Linked DNA regions of Mus musculus: all the other regions are linked to region 1. The links are chromatin contacts, called in public Micro-C, promoter capture Hi-C and targeted proximity ligation maps. All regions are on one chromosome and are shown on one strand. The core of a region is the stretch at or near the end of the contact, and the rest is flanking DNA. Distances in the headings are between cores, read along the strand shown.

Evidence for each region. Promoter capture Hi-C pulls out the DNA fragments that hold promoters and counts their contacts. A called contact is a pair of places that touch in the nucleus more often than the background predicts.
Region 2: a Micro-C map of embryonic stem cells shows a contact between it and region 1, with 4 times the contacts expected there. A contact is called at or near these places in 3 of 39 promoter capture datasets (cranial neural crest, hippocampal neurons and liver), 1 of 484 Hi-C or Micro-C datasets (embryonic stem cells) and 3 of 130 datasets of targeted methods (astrocytes, embryonic stem cells and extraembryonic endoderm stem cells).
Region 3: a contact with region 1 is called in a promoter capture Hi-C map of pre-B cells. A contact is called at or near these places in 7 of 39 promoter capture datasets (the 3T3-L1 cell line, the HPC-7 cell line, cranial neural crest and 3 more), 1 of 130 datasets of targeted methods (embryonic forebrain) and 1 of 9 other capture datasets (adipose tissue).
Region 4: a promoter capture Hi-C map of embryonic stem cells shows a contact between it and region 1, with 4 times the contacts expected there. A contact is called at or near these places in 5 of 39 promoter capture datasets (cranial neural crest, embryonic stem cells, hippocampal neurons and 2 more) and 6 of 130 datasets of targeted methods (bone marrow-derived macrophages, embryonic stem cells and stem cell-derived neural progenitor cells).
Region 5: a targeted proximity ligation map of stem cell-derived neural progenitor cells shows a contact between it and region 1, with 3 times the contacts expected there. A contact is called at or near these places in 3 of 39 promoter capture datasets (embryonic stem cells, pre-B cells and stem cell-derived epiblast-like cells), 1 of 484 Hi-C or Micro-C datasets (embryonic stem cells) and 2 of 130 datasets of targeted methods (pancreatic cancer cells and stem cell-derived neural progenitor cells).

The regions. Positions count from the first base shown.
Region 1 is chr19:24,899,478-24,904,808 of GRCm38.p6, reverse strand. Foxd4 (forkhead box D4) reads left to right here and starts at 3,793. Exons shown (of 1, transcript NM_008022.3): 1 at 3,793-5,331. The coding sequence starts at 3,975. The coding sequence ends at 5,309.
Region 2 is chr19:24,027,033-24,032,419 of GRCm38.p6, reverse strand. Fam189a2 (family with sequence similarity 189, member A2) reads left to right here and starts at 1,401. Exons shown (of 11, transcript NM_001114174.1): 1 at 1,401-1,872. The coding sequence starts at 1,483.
Region 3 is chr19:24,329,183-24,334,061 of GRCm38.p6, reverse strand. The region is part of intron 13 of Pip5k1b (phosphatidylinositol-4-phosphate 5-kinase, type 1 beta); the gene reads left to right. Among named protein-coding and RNA genes, the nearest start is that of Fxn, 51 kb to the right of the region's middle.
Region 4 is chr19:24,222,842-24,227,620 of GRCm38.p6, reverse strand. Tjp2 (tight junction protein 2) reads left to right here and starts at 2,595. Exons shown (of 24, transcript NM_001376368.1): 1 at 2,595-2,770.
Region 5 is chr19:25,438,285-25,443,398 of GRCm38.p6, reverse strand. No RefSeq gene overlaps it. Among named protein-coding and RNA genes, the nearest start is that of Gm26207, 13 kb to the left of the region's middle.

The DNA.
Region 1 (5,331 bases), core at 2,544-5,043:
CATAGTATAATGTCTTAGGGTTTCCATTTATTGTGAAGAGACACGAGGCAAGTCTTATAAAGGAAAATGTTTAATTGGAGCTGGCTTACAGTTTCAGAGGTTCAGTTCATTATCATCATGGTGGGAAACATGGCAGCATGCAGGCAGACATGGTGCTGGAGGAGCTGAGAGTTGTACATCTTGATCCAAAGGCAGCAGTAGGAGACTCTTCAACGGGCAGCCAGGAGGATGGTCTCTTTCCCCACTGGGCAGAGCTTGAGCATAGGACCTCAAAGCCTACCTGCACAATGGGACATTTCCTCTAACAAGGCCACACCTATTCTAACAAGGATATACTTCCTAATAGTGCCATTCCCTGTGAGTCAAGCTTTCAAACACATGAGACAATGGGGACCAAACCTATTCAAATCACTGCATGCATCCATGCAGTGCAGTGTATCTACTTTGTGTATCTACCCATCAGCTGACAGATACTTGAATTCTTACCTATGGCCTTTAGGTCTTTCTGTTGAATCATCGTGGGGGAACTGAATGTAGGACTTCACACACGCTCAGCATGCTTTCTGCCACTGAGCTGTGCCCTAGCTGGTATAGTTTGCTGTGTCAAACCATTGACCCAAAGTGATGCAAGAAGGGAAGGGCTTTATTTCAACTTACCTTTCAGGTGATAGTCCTGAGTGAAGCCAGAACAGGAGCTCAAGGCAGGAACTTGGAGTAGGGACCATGGAAGAATGATGCTTGCTAACTTATGCTTAGCTTCCTTCCTTGCACAGTTCAGGCTCATCTGGCCCACAGTCAGTGTGGCAGGGACACATCAGTCACCAATCAAGACAATGTCACAGATGTGACCACAGGCCAATCTGGTCAAAGCAATTCTTCAATTAACAAAGGCTTGCAAGGGAGCTGCTCTCCAAAAGATGCTAACTTCTTTAAACTACTTTAATCCCAAAGGTGATGAGCTATTTTTGGTAGTCAGTTTCTGATTTCTCAATTAATTAATTAATTCAATCCTCTTCTCAGGGGATTTTAGGTAGTATCACATAGACAACAACAATGACCAAACAAACAAACAAACAAACAAACAAACCTAACCAGTATACCAGTCTTCTTTTTACTTTGAGATAAGAGCTCACTAAATTTCTCAGACTGGTCTTAAACTTATTCTTAATAGCCCACGTAGGTCTCTAACTTGGAATCCTCCTCGCCTAGCTTCTGTAGTGTAGCTGAGGTTATAGGCTTAATTAATGAGAACTGGGTCAATTTTAAGTAAGAATTGTGTATGTGTGCCCATGTAGAGGTCAGAGGCCAGCCTATTGTTCTTCAGGTGCTATCCCCCACGCACACTCCAACCTCAACCGGGCCTCTCCCACTCAGGGACCCTTCCTGTCTCTACCTTCCTAGCCCTGGGATTACAAGTGTGCCACTATGCACACACTGTGCCACTTTTTTTGTGGGTTCTGGGGACCCAACTCCTGGAGAGCTTGAGCATGCAAAGCAAAGCAATTTACCAACTGAGCTATTCAACACCCTGCCCTTATTAAAGGTTTAGATTGATAGACACACTAACATCTCAACATGCTAGGGGACATTTATTACTGTTAGTGAGCCAACCTTGCCACAGGCTCAGATTATTTGGAATCCACATATCATATTCTTTTTCTGTTGAAGAATCGCATCCAGGATAGACCATTGCACTCAATAGTCCCCTTAGGCTGCTGTAGATTATGACAGTGCCTTAGCTGTCCTATGGTTTGTGCCTTTGGCAGGCACATAGGTGCTCTTCAGTTAGGCTTTGGATTGCCATTGACATTACATCAAGCAACTACACATCATTGTGCTGCAGCGGAGTTGGGGTTGGCCTTCATCTCCTGGCTGAGGTTTGATCAGATTTCTCCACAGGAAAGGCTACCCTGTCCCTTTTTCTATTGGACTTTTTGGGAGAAAATCTCATGTTAAGTAGTTGGGAATTAGACTCCATCTTGAGTAACTACGTGAGTTATTTGAAATTCTACAAGAGATTTCCTTTATTGATTTAACCAGTTATTCTTAGCAACGTGAACACACAAATACATTTTAGACATTGAGTTATAACCAGCTAAGTTGACTGTTCGGTTTGCCCCAGCGTTGGCCACAGGGAGATCTTTAGTTGGCTCCTGAGTCACCTTTGAGATTAGCCCCAGAATGTGGGGGGTTTGTTTTGTTTTTGAGCACATTCTTACACCCTTTCATTTGTAAATAACCCAAATCCCCCTAGCAGTTGACTTTAGGAAAACCAACAATACTCTCTCTCACACAGATAATCAGAAAAGGGGAACCGAGTCTCTCCAGCAGGGGGTGAGGGCAGCATCTGGGGCCAGCAGATTGAATGAGACACCTGCCGGCCCTCCTGCAGTTTAAAATCACACAAATAGTCATTGGTCAATTTTGGATTTAAACACAAATCTGTGAGGCTCAGATCTGTTGTTTGTCCTACCTCAAGCTGCACACAATAGAGAGCCTTGGAGGGTAAAACCCTCCACAGAGCAATGCAGCTTAACTCAAAGGCTGGCAAGGGAGCTGCTCTCCAAAAGATGCTAACTTCTTTAAACTACTTTAATCCCAAAGGCGATGAGCTATTTTTGGTAGTCAGTTTCTGATTTCTCAATAAAGGTCACAATCACAAACATAAACGTTGAAGGTGGCACAACTTTCATCCTTTCCTAGTGCATCTTTTTAGATTTCACCTTCCCAATTCCCCCAATATGTACTTTGTATTTTGCTATGCAATCCCTATTTATGTAACAGACATACTCTACCATATTGTTACTTTAGCTGCTGGGCTAACTCACATGAAACCAATCTAAAAGCTTAGGTACTCCAAAGCCTTCAAGCAAGTCCTGGGGTCCCTGTCCTGCTCTGCAGTGTGGATGCCTTACCATGGACCTCTGGACTATCTAGTGTCAGGGACACTGCAACCCCGCCCTTCCTCGATTTATTGTTATTACCACAGTAAAGCACTTGTGTTTCTGGATGGATGTTCGGGTTGGGGGGAGGGGTAGGGGACAAAGCCAAGCAGGTAGATGCACTCATATAGTGAGGGCATTCCTTTCTTTATAAAATTACTTTGGGGGAAACAGTATTTGTGTAGTGAAATCAATGTAGTTGGTAAAGACAACGAAGGAAAAGAAGATGAAGATACCAGTTGCCTCTGTGGTGCTAGTGTGTTGCTTTCTGAAGCCTCTTCTAGGCATCCCTGTCTGAACGTGAAAAAATAATTTGCACCTTTGCTCCGCTGGCTAAATAGTAAAAGAAGCTGGAGGAAAAGAGACTAAGAAAATACTTTTTTTTTTTTTCCTTTTAAAGTCCACACTGAACTTCCACAGTTTATGCTAGGATGCTTTAGTTTTTAGGGAAATCGAGTCACGGGATTATTTGGTGAAGTTTACGAGGAGGGAAGGAGCCATTTCTCTGGAATGGGGGCATATAGCTTTAAGTCAGTGTGCCATTCTGTTTGAGATACATCTCATTACTCGCCAAAGTCAGTACTGGGAAGGTCTAAATGTCGACGTGGTCCCACATCGTCGTTGTGTATCATGTTTTCCCTCTTGATTTTTATTTGTGCAGCTTTAGAGAAACATCAACAGAGCCCGCACAATGTCAGAGCACTTTGGCTGATTAAACCATCCTCCGTAGTGGATGGTTGTGAAGAGGAGGGACCAAGGACCCCCCATCATTGGACCGCGTCAGGAGGACGTGGCTCCAGCCCGAGGAACGGCAAAGAAGGATATATAGCTGCGCACTTCTCAGAGAAACTTAAAACACCAAGTGCTCCTTGCCAAAGGGTGTTAGAAAGAAAAAGCAGAAAAGAACAAGGAAGCCTAACCTAGGAGCGCTCCAGTTTCCCAGCAGACTCATCCTTGCTAACTCACCCATCCCAAACCAGGTGAGCTGCCCCCACGTCCGTCCCCTCCTCTCCCTCTTCCCTCCTATCCTCCATGAACTCAGCAAGAGCTGGGCACCTTCGTTCCACTCCACCGCCCAGTCCTCTAAGTTCCGACCAGGATGAGGTGGAGATCGACGTGCTGGCAGAGGAGGAAGATGGAGATCAGACGGAAGAAGAGGATGACGAGGAGGAGAGCCATAAGTGCCTGGAGCGATCCCTGCAGAGGCCCGGAGCCCGCACTCTTGCAGGGAGGAGCGCGGGGGACTGCGGCGATCTGAGTAACTCCTCCGGGTTCCTCCGCAAGTTCCGAGCACCACGGACCCCGGCGACCACCACAGCCGACGGCCCGCAGCCCGCCAAACCCCCGTACTCCTACATCGCGCTCATCACCATGGCCATCCTGCAGAGCCCGCACAAGCGCCTGACGCTCAGCGGTATCTGCGCCTTCATCAGCGGCCGCTTCCCCTATTACCGCCGTAAGTTCCCCGCCTGGCAGAACAGCATCCGCCACAACCTGTCGCTCAACGACTGCTTCGTCAAGATCCCTCGCGAGCCGGGCCACCCGGGCAAGGGCAACTATTGGAGCCTGGACCCCGCCTCCCAGGACATGTTCGACAACGGCAGCTTCCTCCGGCGCAGGAAGCGCTTCAAGCGCCACCACCCGCCCTCGGGAGGCCACCCGCACTGCCCTTTCCCTCCACCCGCTGTGCCCGCCACCCTGCACGTCTCCCAGCCCAGCCTCCTGCTCCGCTACTCTGCCCCACCACAGCCTAACCTCGCAGCTCATCCCGCTGCCCCGCCTCGGAGTCACCCGTGCGCCCCGCTGCATCCGCATCCCATGCGCTACCTGCTGCTCGCGGCCCCGGCCTATGGCGACAACCCTAGAAAAGCGGAAGGCGCGGACCCCGCCACCCCCTTAGCCATTCCCGCGCTGCAGCCCGTACTGGGTTCCCAGCCTTGGGAGAGAGACCAGAGCTCTGGAACTCGGTCCGGACGCGGGTGCGCTTCGTTCACCATCGAGAGCATCATGCAGGGGGTTACAGGAGGAGGAACTGGGTCTGCGCAGAGTCCGTCCTTTGCTCCGTGGAGCTACTGCCACCTGCTGCAACATCCACCGTGCCTGCTGCACCCCCAGGCCGCTTCCCCTTTGTTTCACATGTCCGCAGGTTCCCGGACAATATTGCCTCAGCAGCCGCAACCGCCGCTGCCGCTGCAGCAAGAACAGCATCACTGTGCCATTAGCTGCGCTCCCGGTAAAGGCGTGCGGTTAGGCCAGCACCTGTCCGCCGTTGCGGCGCTGCTGAGGCAACAGCCTGCAGCTGACGACGGTAGGCTGACAACCCTGGCCGCTCTTTCGGGCCGAGAGGGGACCTTGCCCGAATTTTAAGCAGCACCCAGGCCCAGCCTCC
Region 2 (5,387 bases), core at 152-2,651, 870 kb after region 1:
GGCATGGTTCAGGTGTCAGGCTCTGGCCAATAGAATAAATAGATTTATTTAGCTGAGAGAATGTCTGAACACTCAAGTAGACACACTGTATTGCAGGGTGTCATCCAGCCTTAAGAATTAAATACTTTTAAGCTTGTGTTTAAAATAAAAGTTATAATCACAGCACTGAAGGGATGAAACTCGTCTTCACCTGCAATTTAAGAGCATCTATTGTAGGTTTTGTTCTTAAGTACACGGGACATCAGATTTTCAGTGTTCATTTAAAAACAAAACAAAAGCCAAACTACACCCTGCCCCCAACCTTGACATTTATTCCTGGGAGCAGTCAGAAAAGAAGTCACAGGTACTATTAAACATGGTGGTTTAATGATTTTAAAAGTGTGTATGTAAACACCCGCACATGTCTAATACATCACATTGTGGGACATAATGTTCAGCATCAATACAGCCTTCGCAAGCAGAACACACGGCCAAACCTGCTTTTCTCTTTTTACTCAACAGGAGGGCATTAGATTCCTTCACCTTTCCAATAAGCCAAGCTTTCAAGGGCTACAACTGGCTGCAAACCGACACTGCTCTTGTCCTTACCTGGAAAAGAAGTTCATGATCACCCTCTTACCTATGATACATGAGCCGTCTAGACATTCTATTAGGGGAAACTTTTGTGCAAAGGCGAATAATTGCTTTTTTTCCCCTCAAAGTTCGATACATATATTATAAATTACCAAGGCAGATTAAGATTTCATTAGACCATTTCCTGCGAAGTTTGGGAGCCTGTGTTCTATCATGTGATGCCAATTAGCTCCCGGTCAAAGCTAAAAGGATGGAGCTTGTGACCCCTGCCAACTGCACAGGGCCGCCCTGGGCTCTTCCATTGTGATTGCTGACTAGTGTCTCCCAAGGTAACCTGGCCTGGCCACTATTGTTCCCACTCTGGTGCTGGGAAAGCACTCTGTTCCCTCCCGGCAGAGCTGCACCGACAGAGCCGGGAACTCTCCATAGAAGCCATAGATGCAGATTGCATTCCCGGGCGGTAACGTCCAGTGAGTGTCCTCTTTCCGGGCTAGGACCTTTTCCCGTCGGGTCGCCCACAGCCCCTCCTCCGGGCGTGGTGGAGGAGGAGAACCACAAGGGACTCCTTTCCTATTTAAAGGTTGCCAGCTCAAGGGACCTGGGTCCACCACGGGTCCCTTGGCGCCGCGGTTGCAGACAGACTCTGACAACGGTTGAGCCGCTAGCTGCATGGTTCCCGCCGTCCCTGGACACTTTTCCCGGTGACCCCAAGGCAACGGCGCACTTGTCACCGTGGGTGACCGAGAGGGGACGGCGGGGGGCGGGCCCCGCGGGGCACGTGGGCGCGGCCGGCGCTGGCCGCGGCAGCAAGTGGTTGGGCCGTGCGCAGTCCGTCCTGCGCGGCGCCGGCGCGGGTGCCCGGTGCGCGGCGCCCTCCGCTCGGCTGCGCCGCCCGCCCGCCGCGCGCCCATGTCTCTGCCGGTGGTGCTCCCGGGCTCCTGCTGCCCGGTGGCGGGGCTGTCGGGCGGACCTCAGGCCGGGGGTCCTGGCGCCGCCACCGCCGCCGCCGCTCAGGAGCCGCCGCTGCCCCCGCTGCGGCCGCGCTGGCCCCGGGGTGCTCTGCAGCCTCCAGCCCGGCCCCGCTGCGCCCCCGCCGCCGTGCTGGCCCCGCCGCCGGCGCTCGCGTCCCGCCGCCCCGCCGCGCCAGGCTCCGCGCTGCTGCCCGCGCGCCCGCTGCTGTCGCTCGGGCTCCTGCAGCTGATCCTGGGCTGCTGCATGGTGGCGCTCAGCTTCGGGGCGCTGTCGCTGAGCAGCTCGCCGCAGGTGAAGAACTCGTGCCCATTCTGGGCTGGCTCCTCGGTGAGTACCGAGAGTACCTCTCTGCGGGGCCCACCCTCGCGGCAGTGTGTTGTGGACGGTCCCTTCCATTGTTTTTGTTTGACCTCTATTGGGGGAGCGGGGACCCTAAAGCCACCTGAAGTGTAGGCGACAATAAGTGGGGGTGGGGTGTGGGAGGTTAGTGTCGGGAGACAGTCAAGTTGAAGGGAGAATTGGATTGCACCTGGCCAGTGTCTGTCCCTTACACGTTAAGGATTTTGTTTCCGTCAAGTTAACATTAAGCACGGTATCAAGCTCCTGAGAGACTCACATGAGGATGGGCGAAAAAGAATTTGAAACTTTTTGTGGCCACTGAATACTGCATTGGCAAAGCAAACTCCGGGAGGACAGGGGTTTTGATAGGTTTTCCTCACTGACACATCAACAGTACCCGTACAGGGTGGGGTACTTCTGGAATGGACAGAGTGACAGAGTGAAGGGGGGAGGGTTGGTTGACTTGTTTTTATTCTTCATTAAGACAAGGATAAATGAAAGATTATCTGGAGTTGGATGACTGAACCCTGAGGAGCTCCGAGGTAATAGGAGGTTGCCTGTGACTGATGACTTATACCTGGTCATTAAAGAAGGGCTCAGACCCTGGGTGGGTTCCTGGAGTCACCAAAGCTGCTCTGCAGAAGTGGATGCTCAAGAAACAGAACCTGTCATTACGGATGCACACCCCAGAACTCCAGAAGTTGGCGCAGCTAGCTGGGGATGTCTGTCCTACCCTGGCGCCTGGCCCCGCCTCCTTGGCCAATGGGGCATAGGGAAGCCCGGCCTCTGAGAAAAGTGGTTGCCAGTGAGCAAGCATTTGTAGACTGGATGGATGGCTACTCATCCCTGCCTCCGAACGGTGTCACAACTTTTAAGGCATCCATAACCCCTTGAGGTTTGCCAGGGGCCTGGAGACTTGGAAGCAGGTCCTTGTGCAAGGACTGTGGAGGATGAGAACGGCAAATGACCTTTCTATAAAAGCCCTACAGTGTCTATAGCTTTTTCTATGATCTTCAGTGAGCCCACAGTTTGTGCTCTACTGGTTAAAACATACCCAGAGTCAAGACCAATTTTTTTTTTTATTAAAGTACGAGAACATATTGAACCTAGTGTAATTGTTCAAGTGGGAACATTAAGAACATAACGTTTTTCTGGCCTAACCCAGAATTTTGTAGTACCTGGTATCAATCTCTACTTCCTCTAAAGACCTTTGCTAAATGGTTCTGTTGGGACCTCAATCCTATTGTGCTATAGAAAGTGAAGTCCAGAACTTAAGTATTAGGTAAAGAGAGTTCCACTCTATTGTTCTGACCCTGAACTCTGCTGCTATCTTTGTGAGCATTCTGGAATACTCTGAAGTGTAGGGTGTCGATTGAGAATAGTGCCTCCCCTGCCTCCTGCCAGGCTTGTCATTCAAATGGCTGCTGCATTTCTTAAGTACCCCGGGTTAGAATCTTGTTTGTATTTTATGGATTTACTTTTTGTAAAATCATAATCCATGTTCTCTCAAGATAGCTAGTTTATTAAAAAAAAATGTTTGTGGGAGGTGCTAGGGAGATGACCCACTCAGTAAAATGTGTGCTGTGTAAATGTGGGGGCCTGGGTGTGGATCCCTGGAACCCACCCAAACAGCTGGGTTTGGGGAGAGGGGTGCCTGGACCCCAGTGCCTGGGGTGGGGTCGGAAGAAGATGGATGCAGTGGATCTTTGAAGTTCATTGGCTAGTCAGGCTAACCAAACGGATAAGACACCCAGTCTCTAAAAATAAGATAAGGTGGAGAGCGTACCCAGTGTCGTTCTCTGCCACCACATACATACAGACATACTAAAAACTATTCACACAACACACACACACACACACACACACACACACACACACACACACACACACAATGTATTTGCTTTTCTCTAAAATTAAAGTCTGAAATTGGTTTGCAATTGTGGATTCTTTCCAAGGTAAGTAAATACACTTAGATGTCAATGAAGCCACAGTGGGATTTGATGAGAAGGAAAGCAAAGCTCACGAACCGGAATACGCAGGCAGGATGGTAAACTGGAATGCGCAGGATGGTACCTGGGCTTGCCACTGGCTGGCCTTGCCCTCAGGCACAAGCCAATCAGACCCAAGAAGGAATCTAGGATTTGGACTTGAATGGGTCACTTCTGTAAGCCATAGTCTATCCTATGCTTATGTCCCCAGGTCAGTACTCAGACCTGGAACTGCCGTTCATTCTTTGTGTATGTGTGACCTGTTCCTAAGGTCAACTTCAGAACTTGCAGGTCGTCAACAGGACCAGTGAATATTAACTGCATCTTCAGAACAGCAGAGTGTAAGGGTTTAAGCAGCTGTCAGTAGATACCATCCATTCTCTTGGTGTTTTAGGAAGAAAAATACCACACTTGTACTGTGTTTTAAACTCATGTAGGTGAGAGAGCTCTATTTAAAAGCAATCCTGTATTAGGAGAAGCAGTAGGCTTATACAGACAGTGTATAACACAACCACAGCCCCCCTCCCCAGCCTCTGGAATGGTGGTCTCATCTGCACCCCTCCTAGGCTCAGCCACTGGTCCCATGTGTCCTGATAGACCCCAGAGCAAGGAATGTCACGCAGGAATTAAGTCCTTTGTGCTCCTGGTCCATTTGGCAGATTAAAATAGCCATGTTATTTTGAAAATCTCAGTATTACATCATTGTACTTTCATGTATAAAAATTTCAGTGTGTGTATTAAAAGAGGGAGAGAGAGAGGGGGAGAGAGAGAGACAGTCAGACAGACAGACAGAGACAGAGAAACAGAGATTAAGAGATTTCATAAAAGTGATCCTTCTACTTTTAACATTTCATTATGAAAAAAAAATTGAAGTTTTAATGAATGTAGAAAGGAGAATGTAATGACCCTGTGTGTTGACCCATCGTCAGCCTCGGGAGCTAGAACATCTGAATATCTGACACTACTCCCCGCCTCAACACACTGAGTTATTCTAAGAGAAATTACAAATGTGCAACTTCAGCATTTCACACTTGTGTGTACATTTCAAAGAAGGGGCCTAATGGCACAATACAACCAACTCAGATGGCTGAAGGAAGGTTTTTATGAAAAATGATGAAAATTTTTGACTTGAGGACTGGAGAAATGGAAACAACTCAATGACCCAGCTTTATTGAGCTGTAGCCTGCATGCCTGACAGGTTACCATGTCACCAGAATTGTCTGGGAGTTTCCAGTGAGTTCACTGGGGCACAGCCACCACCAAAATGGGTTTTAGGAAATTCTTTCTCATCACCCCCAGATCTTTCTCTCCCCATCCTCACCCCTCTGTCCAGATACCACTGACTTCCTTACTTTCTGGCCCTGTAGATTACTTCTACTCTGGACAGTTTATATACATACATATATATTCATATATATGTCTATACATACATACACACACACACACACACACACACACACACACTCACGGGGTCATTATAACAACGTAAGGTCTTTCAGGACTGAATAACTTCTT
Region 3 (4,879 bases), core at 1,447-3,946, 570 kb after region 1:
AGCTTATACTTCCACATTGCTGTTCATCACCAAAGGAAGTCAGGACTGGAACTCACACAGGGCAGGAACTTGGAGGCAGGAGCTAATGCAGAGGCCATGGAAGGGTGCTGCTTACTGGCTTGCTTCCCCTGGCTTGCTCAGCTTGCTTTCTTGTAGGACCCAGGGCCACCAGCCCAGGGATGGCATTACCCACAATCAATGGATGGCCCTTCCCCCCTTGATCACTAATTGAGAAAATGCCTTACAGCTGGATCTCATGGAGGCATTTCCTCAAGAGAGACCCTTTCTCTGTGATAACTCCAGCTGTGTCAAGTTGACTCACAAAACCAGCCACAGTACACCATGTTTTCTAAGGATTCTTTATTTTTCTTTTTCCCCCCTCTGAGGTTCCATGTTGTAGGAACTGTGCTTTCATGGCTGTGATTTTATTTTCTCTTTTCTCTCTGAAGCTATTAGGCCAATTGCCAAGGAATAAAGACTGCATACTAATAGTAGCACTTGAAGTCTTTGCCACAGTCGATAATATTTTTTGAATAACTAAATATACTTAAGGTTGAGTGAAGTAAGACTGGACCCCCAAATGAAACCGTCACCTTATAAACACGGTGTTTCAGGATGGCGCATATTTATTGCTTGCCTCTAACAATGCTTGTGACTATTGTGTCTGACTTTCTCAGCACACACAGCCCAGGGGCTGAGAAATAGAACAGTCCCCATGTTGCTTGGTTGTCATTCATTACATGCATCTTCCTGTAATTGAGACAGTCTTTAAAATCCATGTCTTTGCCTTCATGATGAGAAATGGTTCGTCATAAACAAGGAATTCAGAGAAAGGCTCTCAGTAGGAACTGTGACAAGCCCGGAATGAGATAGCTTGTTGAAAAGCACGCAGCCCTGATGGAACTTGAGCCAACACAGGCAAGTCGGCTGCCTGACAGCTGGCTGCAGATGGAAGTTGTTCTTTTGCTGAGACATACTGTGGACTTGCTCTCTCTGTAGCACTTATTAGGGCTGATAAAGTCACTGTATCAATATGGAAGATAAATGTTCAACCTGTCAGTTATGATTAACCAGTAAGTCACGTTCAGTTTTCACATTCTGGTTTAAGATAATCCTAAAACACACCTATTAGCTACCTACTATTTATCACTCACTCTGCCAAAAACTTTACACATATTATTTTATTCAATGGATGTGTTAACTCTGTAAGGTGTATGCTCTAGAGGTAGAAAAGGAGTGGAAACCGAATTAATAGGAACATAGATAAAAATCAGTTCTTACCAAGAACATTGCACACCCAAACCTAATACTATGTTAAAAAAAACATAATAAGTTACATGAAATGAATTCATACATACTGATGAAGCTTTTATCCTTTCAAATCTATAATTCAATCACGATAAATAAACACTCCGGGTGCCACGTGGGAGTGCTTCTGTTTTGATCTGATGAAATGTGATCTCCATGCTTCAGAAAGTGAGCCAAAGGTTCACAGGACAGAATATGAGTTCAGTGACAAGAAGCAGAGTCAGTGTGAGGTGGTGGGTTCTAGTCTCGGGCCAAGCTGGCTGCTCATCTTTGTGGGACAGAGGCTGTAGGAGACATTTGATAAACTGTCACTCCCCTGCTTAGCCTTACAAAGTTTCTCAACCATGCAACAAAGAAGTATGGCTTGAACTAGATCTTCCTGTAAGGAGGCCTGTCAGCTAGGCACAGGAGATGTGGGTGGTCTTGGGGTAGTGGGAAGTCCAAGACAGCTAAAGTCCTCGGGGTCATTCACCGATGGTGTCAAGAGTCACTCTCCTCTAGGCCCCAAAGGACAGTACAAACCTCATGTTCGGAGAATGTCATTACACTCAAGGTGGCATTGAGAGACTCTGGCTCAATTTACATTAGTCACTTACTTGATGAAGTCTAAAGATAGAGGTCAGCCTGCTGACATCCTCAAAGATCCAGGGTGTTCCCATCACTCCATTCTGCTCTCTCTCACCTTTTAATTTTTTGCTATTGTGTTGCCCCATCGTCACAAGATGGCTGCCATGGCTTCAGATATTATGTCTCCCCTCCATGAACTCTGGAAGAAAGAAAATGGAGCAAAGGAAAAGGAGGGTGTAAGGGCTGGTGAGAGAGTGAGACCACCAGAGCTACGTTGAGGACAAAGTTCTTTATTTTAGGCATGAACTACTGGGCTGCCCCCAAGAGAAATGAGAGCAACCCCGCCTAAAGGAGAGTTTGGGTTTTTGGGATTTTTTTTTATGGTGGTTTTTGTTGTGCAGAAAAGCATCAGGGGAAAAGAACTACTGTGAGCAAAAATAACTGTTGAAAGAAAAATCTTTATGAGGGGACTTCTGGTCCTTACGGTATCAGAGTGTACAGCTGGAGAGATGGCTCAGTGGTTAAGGACACTTACTGCTCTCAGAGAGGACCTGGGTTCATTTCCCAGCATCCACATGGTGGCTCACAACCATCTGTGAACCCAGTTCCAGAGGGCCATATACCCTCTTCTGCCTCTGTAGGCACTGAACACACATGGTGCACAGATATATATATATATGCAGGCAGACCATTCCTACACGTAAAAAAAATTAAGTAAATTTTTAAAAATAGGTATCAGGATGCTGTGGTCAGGCTGCTCGGCAGAGATAAGGGCCAGGTGGCTTCTGGGAAGTAACAGAGAATTCAATTTCCATTTCCCAAAGGGACTGGTTCCCACAAGGGTTTTACATCTTGGTATCTTAGGCAACTTTGCCTTGGCCCAGGCTAGTAGGGGATTGAGACTTCTCATTTCAAAGCTTCTGCTCCTTTATGAGGAAGAGTTCTCTACTTGTACCTGTAACAGTAAATGGTTCAGATCCAGAAATGTATCACATGGCCATCAGTAGCTGCAAGGGAGGCTGGAAAAAATACTACCTGCCCTAAGACTCTTAGAAGAGGAAGAAAATTATTTTCTTCTGCCGCTACTAGGTTCACAGTTGAGGCCCTTATAACAAGACAGAGTGGATAATAACCCAACCTTTTGGATAAAATAAAGGAACACATAGATTGATTTAGCAGTCCTTCTTGTGGCCAAGTAGCCTTTTTAGCTGAATCCTCAAAGACATGGAGACACCTGTGCACTTTACGCTGTTTGATAAGAAAACGGGTTTCTACAGGTACAGCTGCACAAAGGCAGTGTAATCTCATAGGTATAAACTATAGGAGCTAGCAAGCCTGCTACTCAGATTCTCCGTGTCCCTGCTCCAACAGTCTTTCTCTTCTTCAAAGAGAAACTGAGGGCTGGCTTCAGGAGTTTGAGCAAGAGAAGGTCAGAGAGTAAGTGACCTTCCTACTTGCATGTTTTCTGAAATGCCACAATGCCACGTTTTTTGGAGGAAGACATCTAGAGCTTCCAGTGCCTCAATTCAAGGTTAGGGACTATTAGCGAGGCCAAGGGCTCTGACTGTGGGGTAGCATCAGTGCCAAACAGAAAGGTGGGAAGACCCAGAATGTTGGGGTGCTGCTGGCAGTGGTGGTTGTTGCTGCTGTTGCTATTGCTATTGTTGTTGCTGCTGTTACTGTTGAAACAGGGTCTCACTGTGTGTAGATGAGGCTGTCCTTGACCTTCAAGAGACCTGCCTGCCTCTTCCTTCCAAGAATTGGGATTTAAGATGTATGCCACCACACATGACTGGTTTGGTTTGGTTTGGTTTTATTGAAGCAAGCTTTGTGTTTCTTATGTTTAGAGTACTCCAGCTATAGTACTGCCCATGAGTCTCTCTCTGCCCTCAGACTGAAGGCCTACTGGGTGGAGTCATTCTGACACTGCACATCCTACACATTGTATTTTGCAGATCTTGGAGACATTTCAATTTTATCGGAATTCATTTTAACTGGGAGTTATCCAAGCAACACTTAGGATTTTATGGCTTTGAATCATAATTAGCTATCAGTATTTTGCCCCTTTCCTGCTAATTGATAGTTAATAGTGTGTGAAACCTCATGGGTATGTGGGTGCATATGCACGTGTGTACATGAAGACAGCCTTAGATACAATTTTTCCTCAGGTACCATCTGCTTTGTTTTTTGAGACAGGGTCCCTCACTGGAACCTGAAGCTCACTAATTAGGCTAAGCTGGCTAACCAGCAGGACCCAGGGATTCTCCTGTCTCTATATTCCCAGTGCTGGGATTATAATAGTTCACAATGGGTCCTGTGAATCAAACTCAGTCCCCATGCTTGTGTGACAAGATGCTTTACCAACTAATTGATCTCTGCAGCCCAGGACATGAATACTGACTACTTCTTTACATCAGATGGGCTCTTAGCAAGTTTGTGAGACATCTCAAGGATTGGCACAGAGAGCCAATTGTGTTGCATTTTGTAAACATAAAACCAAACGTTGCTGTAACCCAAATGTCTCACACTGCAAATTTTTAAAGATGGAGGGGTTTTTGATTCCAGCAATATTGTCTTTGGAGATTTAAAAAGACCTTCCGAGATTTATTTTCTTCCTCAACTCAGAATTGATAACAAACAAGGTATTCTTCTTAATTGAGCTGCTCTGACTCCAGAAAATCTTCACGGTACTGAGGGGAGAAAGCAAGCACAATTGTTAGCTTGATCGATTAATAAACTTTCTAACAAGTTTAATTATAGTCATCTCAGTATCGGCTTGGTGAAAAAAACAGAAGAAAAAAAAAAACTCTCTTGTACAGAATCATCCCTTGACATCCTGGAAAGGTTTGGTTCTGTTAATATAAAGAACCATAAACTGGCTTTATATAAGAAAAGGCTGACCATGTCTGGAATCCCAGCACCTGTTGGCATAGGCAAAAGGCCTGGTCTACATGGCAAGTTCCAGGCCAGCCAGGGCTATATTGCAAGACCCTGTCTTGAAAAC
Region 4 (4,779 bases), core at 1,346-3,845, 680 kb after region 1:
CTCATTGGAAAGGCAATCCTGTGTGCTTAACATTCCTGGTTTCCCTGGAGATTTGTGGGCACAAGGACTTCACGCTGTACTCCCAACAGGGTCTCAGGCTAGCAATAGACTGTAACTCTACTTCCAGGGAATCCAATGGCCTCTTTTAGCCTCTGACAGTACCAGACATGTACACAGTGCACAGACATACATGCAGACAAAACAACCATACTATCAAATGCAAACATAAATAATTTTTTAAAAAAAATTTACTTATTTATTATATGTAAGTACACTGTAGCTGTCTTCAGACACTCCACAAGAGGGAGTCAGATCTCATTATAGATGGCTGTGAGCCACCATGTGGTTGCTGGGATTTGAACTCAGGACCTTCGGAAAAGCAGTCAGTGCTCTTAACCGCTGAGCCATCTCTCCAGGCCCCCCATAAATAATTTAAAATGCACACACACACACACACACACACACACACACACACACACACACACACACACACACACAACTGGACATGGTAGTTTTTTAACTCTGCCCCACAGTTACCTGGCAATAGCCAGGTGTGCCTGACTTACTATAAAAGGGGCTGCTTGTCCCCTCCTCACTCTCTTCTTCTCCTCTTCCCTCTCTGTCCCTTCTCTCCCCATTCCTCTCCCCCTCTTTCTCCACATGTTAATGGCTGGCCTCTGCTCCTCTTCTCGCTCTCTTTATCTCTCTCTCTCTCTCTGTCTCTACTCTCTCGACTCCTCATGCTCTAAATAAACTCTATTCCATGCTATATCTGTCATATGGCTGGTACCTCAGGGGGTTGGGATGCCTCAGCATGGGCCCAGAGTCACCCCTTCACCGTACCTCACCCTACAAACATATTCCAAGTTCTTTCTCTCTCTCTGTCTCTCTCTCTTTTTTAAAAACACAACAGCAGTGTTCACCCCATTATTCCAGTACTTGGGAGGCTGAGGCAGGAGGATTACCCCAAAATTGGAACCAGCAGGATTGCATGGAAGGGCCATTAGGGCCATAGTAACTAAGACCTCAACTCAAAAAAAGAAAAAGCAAATTCATGGGTAGGTGTTTTTCCTTTCTTAGTAAATGGAGGCACAATTGGTATGCTTTTATTTGCTTAACAGTTTGCTTGTGCTCATTTTTCTTAAAGTGATACTTTCTTAAAGCCTGAGCCTTCAGGTTTGATCTTCCTTTGCCTGGGGCGTGTGTGTGTGTGTGTGTGTGTGTGTGTGTGTGTGTGTGTATTGGCAGGTCTGATAACACCTGTTCCTCAGGATCTGTCCATGTTGGTTTATAAGACCGGGTCTTTCATTTTTCGGGGGCTGGTAAATCCAAGGATCTGTCTCCCCAGCTCTGGGATTACAAATCTGTGCTACCACTCCTGGTTTCTCTTGTTGGGGTTTTGTTTTTGTTGTTGTTGTTTTTGTTCTTTTTTTTTTTTCCTTGAGAGAGTGTCTCAGTTGACATAGTTACTCCTGGCGAAAGGGTTTTGTGGGGAGGAGAGGGCGCTCGTGCGCGAAGTTGCCTGGAATAGAACCTCAGCATCCTTTACAGGATTTTTAAAAAAGCAAACTAAAATACTTAAAATTGCAACGCAGTGGGCAAGTGCGAGCATTCACACCGCACAACTATCACCACTATCCATCTCGCCATCACCACAACTTTTATCCTGTACCCTGGAATCTTCTTAGGATTTTTTTTCCCCCCTGAGACAGGGTTTCTCTGTGTAGCCTGGCTATCCTCGAACTCACTCTGTAGATCAGGCTGGCCTCGAACTCAGAAATCCGTCTACCTATGCCTCCCAAGGGCTGGGATTAAAGGCATACGCTACCACTATCCAGCTTTTCTTTTTATTTTTTTTTTTTTCTTTTTCTTTTCTTTTCTTTTTTTCTTCCTAGGATTTTTTAACCAGACTAGGTTAAATGGAAGGCGAACTTGCGCCCCGGGTGCAGCCTTGGGCACTAGGCACATTCCTCCTTCCCCGCGGTGTGACTAAGCAGGCTCTGGGCTTAGTGCTCCGCCCTCACCTATTGTCCCCCGAGAGGAACCGGTATTTCCGGATTGGAGCCTCAGAGCCAGAGAACCAGGGAGGTTGGAGGGGGAGGGGGATTGAAATTGATCTTAAAACTTATCTTTCACCGATACCATTACCCGTTTCTCTTCTTCCCCAAACAAAAATCAACCCGTTCCACTCCCCTACCGTATACATACAGTGACCCACAAACACCCTTCCCGTGGTTTCTGAGGGGTGACTGACCTTTCCTCGCCAGCACCTGCGGAAAGACTGAAAGCAGATCTGGGCACGAATTAGATAAACCCTGCGAATGTTTATACTCTTGAGCCGAAGCTTGGGGGTTTTGCTGAGAAAAGAGGCGGAAGCGTCGCTCAATCCCTGCCCCACCGCTGGGTGGCGCCGGTGAGGCCTCCCCCTCCGCCAACAGGACGACCCAAAGTGGCGCGAGCTACTTTTTTTTTTTTTTTCCGGGTCTGGAGGAAGCAGGTGATGGCCACCGCCCATCTACCCTCCCCCTAACCACACACACTCTAGATAGGCACTTGTCCCCCTTTCTTCTAGCCCTCCAAACAGGAAATAGGTTGAGTCACAACAATACCCAGGAACGGCCGGTGGCGGAGGTCACTGGCTCCCGCCTGCTGCGGCAGCCCGCGGCACTCCGCCTCCGGACAGGCGCTGCCCGCGCTGCGCCGCCCGACGCCTGGGACCGTCGCTTTCTGCGCGCTGACTCTGCTGGCTGCCGCCGCCCCCCTTCTCCAGGCGAGTACCTGCGGCTCTGTCCCTCCCGGGGTACAAGATTGCTCTGGAGCCTTGGCTCGCCGCGGGGCAGCGTGCGTGAACGCCGGTTGTCCCCGTGGGGTTTGGGATGTGATTTCTTGAGCACTGCTTTTTGCGTGCGTACTTCCATCTCCCACCCTTGGGCAGCCTCGCATCACCGGGGTTGACTTAGGGTCACCCGGGATCTGAGTTTACGCCGCTGCTACAGGTGCCTGGCTCCTCCTTGTCCTTCCAGGCGGGGACATTGTTTCGCTCCCGCAGAGCGTCTCTTCTGCTAGATTCAGAGGGCCTTTGGGTTTCTGTTGGCAGCGATGGTATCTAAGGGGTGGGTGACCTGAACGGGCGCGGAGCGAGGGAAAGCTGGTGTCTGTGTGCAGGTGGGGGCGATCCTGGTGACCATGAGTCTGCCCCCTCCCCCGCCGCCGACAGGAAAACAGTCCCGTCGCTTTGTGAAACATTTAATTCGACTTTGTGTGTGTGTGTATATATATATTTGGGGTCTTTCGACTCTTTTATAAAGGACGAGCCGAGTTGTCAACACAGGGCGTTGTCAGCTCTCCAGGGCTGCTTTCCGTGGCTTTTCTATGGGACTCTCAGTCAAAGCCGAGTTGGAGATTTTTATGTTGGAAAAAGGCCACCGAATGCCAAGCATTCTCCGAGCTTGAAAAGGGTGTTTTCCAGGCTGCTGCAGTGTGCGAGAGGGTTTCTGAGCTACTGTCTCTGAGTTGTCCACCGCGCCTTCCCAGGTCCGCAGGTGTGCGGGTTCTGTTCAGAGGCTCCTCTGGCCTCTAAAAGTTTCCCGACTTTCCTAGTTCATTTGAAAGACCAGTTTCCTGGTAAGGAGAGAGGGATTCTGGGACATTGCCTGGGGGCCTCTTGAAAACCCAGGTTTCAGGCCGCACCCTAGACCTGTTAGCCCTGGGATCTATTTGCACTTTGACCTTTGGGAACCTTTGGCCCAAGAAAAGTGGCGGTGCCCAGCTAAGGAATGAATCACGTCGGACTCCTACTCAGCCTTAAATCTGAATGCTATTTTAAAAATGGGGACAGACAGTACAGCCACACTGGACCTACCCACTCCGCCCCCAGAGCCATTGGCTCTTTATTGAGATTTGAAGATATTTGGCTAACATATAAGGCTGCAGGTTTTTTTGTTTCTGGCCTTGAAATGTGCCTTAAAATGATACGGAACGTGAAATTGAGCATTTTAACCTTCCTAAATGTTAAGTTAAACGGCACCGAATGCCCTCAGTTTTCTTCAGGGGGCTGAGAATCCTGACTAGGAATGTAATAGGCAGAATAGATGCAACATTACTAAGTGGCCAAGGTAGGCTAGCTGCAGGATTCTGTTGTGTGCTTTCCATTAAGGAAGATAAAGAGCCAGGAGGGTTTTCTTTTGTCTAGACTGCAATGGAATGGAGTCACCTAGGGAGTGGACTCAGCCCGCATGAATTAACTAAGTATAGATTCCCCGAAATCTCTTAATTCCTCATTGCCTTGGTACTAAGTAATGAAACTGCACTTAAAAAAAAATTACAGGGCTGGAGAGATGGCCCAGAGGTATTAGCACTGACTGCTCTTCCAGAGGTCCTGGAGTTCAATTCCCAGCAACCACATGGTAGCTCACAACCATCTGAAATAGGATCTGGTGCCTTCTTCTGGTGTGTCTGAAGACAGTTACAGTGTACACATATGCATTAAATAAATAAGTCTTTAAAAAACTTACTTTTTATAACAGAGCTTGGTGGCACTCAGCTTTAATCTCAGCGCTCAGAAGACAGCAGGATGAATTCTGTGAGGTCCAGGCCAGCATGGTTACTAGCAAACTCTAGGCTAGCTAATGAGTGTTTTCTCCTACCTTATGGGTCCTGGGGTGGGAGGGAGCCTTAGACTTGGCTGCAAGCCCCTCTACTGCATGAGTCTTCATTGCTACCCCCACCTCCACCCCACCCCACCCCCTTGTGTGTGAGTGTGTGTGTGTGTGTGTGTGT
Region 5 (5,114 bases), core at 2,194-4,693, 540 kb before region 1:
GCAACCAAAGACACCAGAAATAATGTTTTCGGAGTCTCTTAGATAACCCAGACCAACAAACTCAAAGGAAGGCTTCTCATGCCTGGTGTTGGGATTTTTGTTAAGTAGGCTATAGCACTTGGGAGGAGTACTGTCAGCCCTAGACGGATGCATTTCACTTGAACGACGTATGTATATTGATCTACAGACTTGCATCTATTACAGGCATTCTTAGGTAGATAGTCATTTTGATTTTTGAGAAAAGGATGTTCCTAGACGAGACCCCTTATAACCAGGCACAGGGGATGAGAAGTCCATTTGGATGCAGACAAGAAAACCTCATGATCACTTATGCCAGCTACACTGAGGACAACGACCCCACGTGCCTACAGAGCTGCCTGCTCTTGACTTGCTCCCTGAAGCAGATAGGAGTTATCTCTGCTGGCCCAGGACCACCTCATTGTCTGTCTTCAGAAACAGACCAAGGCCATGAGGTTCTTCAACCTCTGTCTATGAGCACAAAGGGGTCAGATCGTGCAGCAACTGTCTACATCATCTTTACTACTTCCGAAGTTGATAGCAGCAGAATTCTTATTCTGTTACCTCTACCTGTGTCTATAAGGCTATTTCTCAAGCTTGACAAACGATACTGTGTGTGTTCCCCCTTTGCAGTGAGGCAAGAAGTAGACATCTCCGCATTTTGAAGACATCCAGCATATAGTGTTTACCAGAGCAAGCCAGACAGTTAAAAGAGCCTTAAGCAAAGGGAATTCTTTTGACTTTGTTAGTAAGTGGCAAATTCCTTTAACTTTGTTATTAAATCTTCTATGCCAGCTTCTTTTTTGACCCCCACTGCAACAGTCAGGCATACTGGCATGGCCCCAAACCTTTCAAGACAGGTTAGGCTGCTGTTGGCTATTACAGGATAAGGGGGATGCCTGTCTGTCTCCTCCTAGAGACGGAGCCAGCCTTACTAATTAGGAGCACCTCAAGGAAGTTTCATGGGCAAGAATGCAGAACCCATTTTGGACCTTTTCCCTATTATAGGCCCCAGGAAGTAGCAATGGCTTGCAGTAAGAATGATCCTTAGCCAAGAGCTGAGGGGACCCAGCTGTGACTTGCTCCCCTATGATTCTGTCACAGATGCTGTGGTGGTCTGACTACCCTAAGCTTAATGCTGTCGACTCCTCGATGAGAATGTGATAGAGAAGTCTAGTTTTACCCTCCGTGTTCTCCACCTCAGGGCACCCTCTGAACTGGCTCCTGAGACTCTATGGTTAGGTGCTTCTCTCAGCTTGTGTTACCACAACAGTGTCTAAGTGGCTGCCTTCCCAATCTTCCATTCACATTCAGGCACAGCTCGCCTCAGGCTGGGTTTTCTGACGATAATAAATAAGCACGGTGTGCCTGGATCTTATGGCAGACCTTCATGGACAAGACGCTGCCAGAGCCAGTCAGTCTCTTGGTGGGTCAGATGTGATGTCTCCACCCTTCCCCACAGGTATCTTAGTGGGTTAAGGGAAGTCTCTCTGTCTCTCTCTCTGTGTCTCTCTTCAAGACAGGGTTTCTCTGTGTAGCCCTGGCTGTTCTGGAACTCACTCTATAGACCAGACTGGCCTTGAACTCAGAGATATGCCTGTCTCTGCTTCCTGAGTGCTGGGATTGAAGACGTGCACCACCACTGCCTGGTCAGAAGTATGTCTCTTGAGCTACCTGGCATCCTGTAGAAGTAACAGTAGGGGATGAACTCGTTAATAGATTTGTTTCATTGTATGCCTAACCGGTCCTTTAGAAGGTCCTTCTCTGTAGTGGTAAACACTTTGGCATAAGACCTACAGTTCCTTTCACTAAAGGTTTTGTTTCTCATTCTGGAAGGATCTGGGCTGGTCCTCTGACTTACTTGGGCCAGTACAATGTCATGGAAATGATGAGGTGCCCGATGAAACCCAAGCCTCCTAAATCGTGTCCCTCTGTCTCTTGCATGTTTGGATGGCCATGAGAACATGTGTAGGCTGGACACCGGGATCATGAGAATGAAATCAAGTCTTCTCTGATGCCCGACCTGAGCGGCCTACAGTGGTAAAAAGATATGAGACTGGCTAAGGTCAGGAGAGCCCCATCATGGACCCCACATGAGCAGAGAATGCTTACCGTGATATGCTACCCAGGCTTAGGGACCGTTCGTTGATTCTGGGGCACTAATATGGGCAAGGGTACTGGACCAGCTTGTCAAACAGTTATTAGGAACAACTCACTCTGCTAAAGCAGGTTCCTGTACACTGCTCATCTCTTGTGGGCTTTTAACTCTATAGAGATGCCTAATATCTTTGTAGAGACAGAGTAGGTAGGTACACATTAGGAGAAAAGGAATCAAGCAAATTGGAGCCAAAGCCCACAAACGTGACTCCTTGTATTTCCAAAGATTTGGATAATGCTCTTGCTATGCAGTTGGAGCAGGTCACTGATTGGACCAACATTCATCATGCTGGCATGGGACCAAGTTCTTCTCCACGAAGTGGTTAGTGAGTGCACAGATAGTTGAAAGGGTCGCTAATGAGCAAAGGCAGAGTTTTGCTTTCCTAATATTAATATGGGTTAGAAACAAAGATAAAACTATGACCGAGCACATCCCTGAGTCTAAGACCCTGTGCTCTGGTGACTGCAGGACTATTGTTCTCTTTAGTTGAAGTCCCTAAACTCTGGCACATCAAGATAAAGCTAATCTCTACCTTTAAAAACATTTTGCAGTCTAGACTCAGTCATTCACATCTGTAGTCCTAGCAGGCAATTATCCAGACTATCATGAGTCTGAAGCTAGCCTGCAATACATGGTGAATTCCAAGTGGTCATCCGGGTTACACAGCAAGACTATTTCTGAACAAAACCCACAACTAACCAACCAAAACCAAAAACCAAATCTAAATAGATAAAGCCAGCAAACTGAAACCAACAAAACCCATAAGGACCAGGATCAAGAGTTTGTGAGGCAGACTCTGAGCGTTGATTATGTGTCTGGCCTTATATCCTGACAGTGATTGAATGGCTCACACTTTATTGATGTTCCTTTGGTCATCAAGGTCATCCATCAGTCAGTCTCAGTGATTGTACTTCCTAGAGTGGAGTCTTAGGGATTAATTTATAGACAGGAAAGATATAACCACGTTGGCTCCAGTGTCATAGCGAAACACTGAATTCTTCTGCCTCTTTCTCATCTTAACTCAGTCTTTCACTCTAGAGCTGTGGCATGCTCTGTGTGCCTTCGGAACAATGGATACCCTCAGTTGGCTCCTAGTCCCAAAGGCTCCTGTGACTTTGCCTCACAGATGTGTCTGTCTCAGCTGCTGGCATGCATGTATGTCCAGGGTGGCCGCTGTCTTGGCTGTCGAAGGACCATTGTGCACTTCGGGCCAGCGACAGAATGAGAACAGGGGAGGTCTCAGAGGCAGCTGCTGAGAGAAGAGAGCAGCTGTGTGGTGCGCTGGGTCTTCCTTACTGGGATTCCCAGGCTCTAAAGGGGCATTCATCAGGGAGGGAGCCAAAGCACCAATGGACTCTGGGATGAGCAGCTGGGAGGGGGTGTGTGTCTAAGTGTCTGAGTGAATGTAGCCATTTTCTGTCTTTTTATAAGACTGCTATGATTTCAGTCAGGAGCACTGGCAAGTTCTGAAAGCCAGGTCTAGAGGAATGCAGGGTTTATAAACAAGGGATGTGTTGGCTGAGCCGCAGTAAAAGAAGGCTTCTCATAGGTAAAGGCATCTTTTCAGAAGTATCTTTCAATTGAGGAGCGCAAATTCTACAAAGAGCACTGTGTCTACTAAGACTTAGTTTCTGAGACATCCGCAGGTGACAAATATGGACCCTGAGGTGACCTCTCAGCCCCACTCCTTCCAGATAGACCCCTTCAGCTGAGGTAAGGGAAGGGCGACTTACAGTGAGGGTTGTAGTCACTGTGTGGCCTCTAGCTCAGCATTGGCAGTTGGGAACTATGTGGGAATGCTGATTCCTGGGCCATTGCTAGACTCTGTAAACGGAAACCTCAGGGACTAGCTCATGAATTCTCTGGGCACTAGAGCTATAGAAGTCTAAGATACAATCTGACTTCCAGGCTACACAGAAGTAGCCCAGGAGAGACTATGCCGGGGCCTAGCAAACACAGAAGTGGATGCTCACAGTCAGCTATTGGATGGATCACAGGGCCTCCAATGGAGGAGCTAGAGAAAGTACCCAAGGAGCCAAAGGGAATCTGCAACCCTATAGGTGGAACAACATTATGAACTAACCAGTACCCCTGAGCTCTTGACTCTAGCTGCATATGTATCAAAAGATGGCCTAGTCGGCCATCACTGGAAAGAGGCCCATTGGACTTGCAAACTTTATATGCCCCAGTACAGAGGAACACCAGGGCCAAAAAGTGGGAGTGGGGGGGTTAGGGGAGTGGCGGGGAGGGTATGGGGGACTTTTGGGATAGCTTTGGAAATGTAAATGAGGAAAATACCTAAAAAAAAAAAAAAAAGAAGAAGTAGCCCAGGAATACATTGCACACAGTAGGGACCTTTATTCCATGTAGAAAGGATGTGTGTCATTCCTGGCATAGAAAACAGTCACTTAAACTTTGGTGTTCTGTCTGCCAGGGAGTCCTCTGCTGGTTGGTTCTTTGTTGCCTACACCAACTAAGTGCCTTGGTCACATTTCAGGAACCAGCTTCAAGATGGCTCTGGAAATTTTAAATCACGCTATAGGTTTACGCTAGACTTTTAAAGCGTCCATCTGGAGTTGACACATTCCTGCACCAATGTTGCACTGGCAGAGAAAATTGCACTGGCAGAGAGAAAAGGCGAACGTCAGAATCAAATGGGAAGTACATCCAATTCTGTCCCACCTCCTAAAAGCACTGGACCATGGGAGAGCATCCTTGCTGGCTAGAATCCTAGGTCGTGTGTGGCCCTCGGCACTCCTGGCGAACAGAGCTGTGCACTAACATTACAGACACTCTGTAGGGGTCAAGAGCTTCAAGTTCACAGCCACCCACCAGCTCTTTGCATCTACTGACCTTTGGATCTAAGCCATCCATCCCTAGATCTTTGACCAGTCTTCTAACTAAAAAACACCCTGATACTAACATCCACACACAGAGT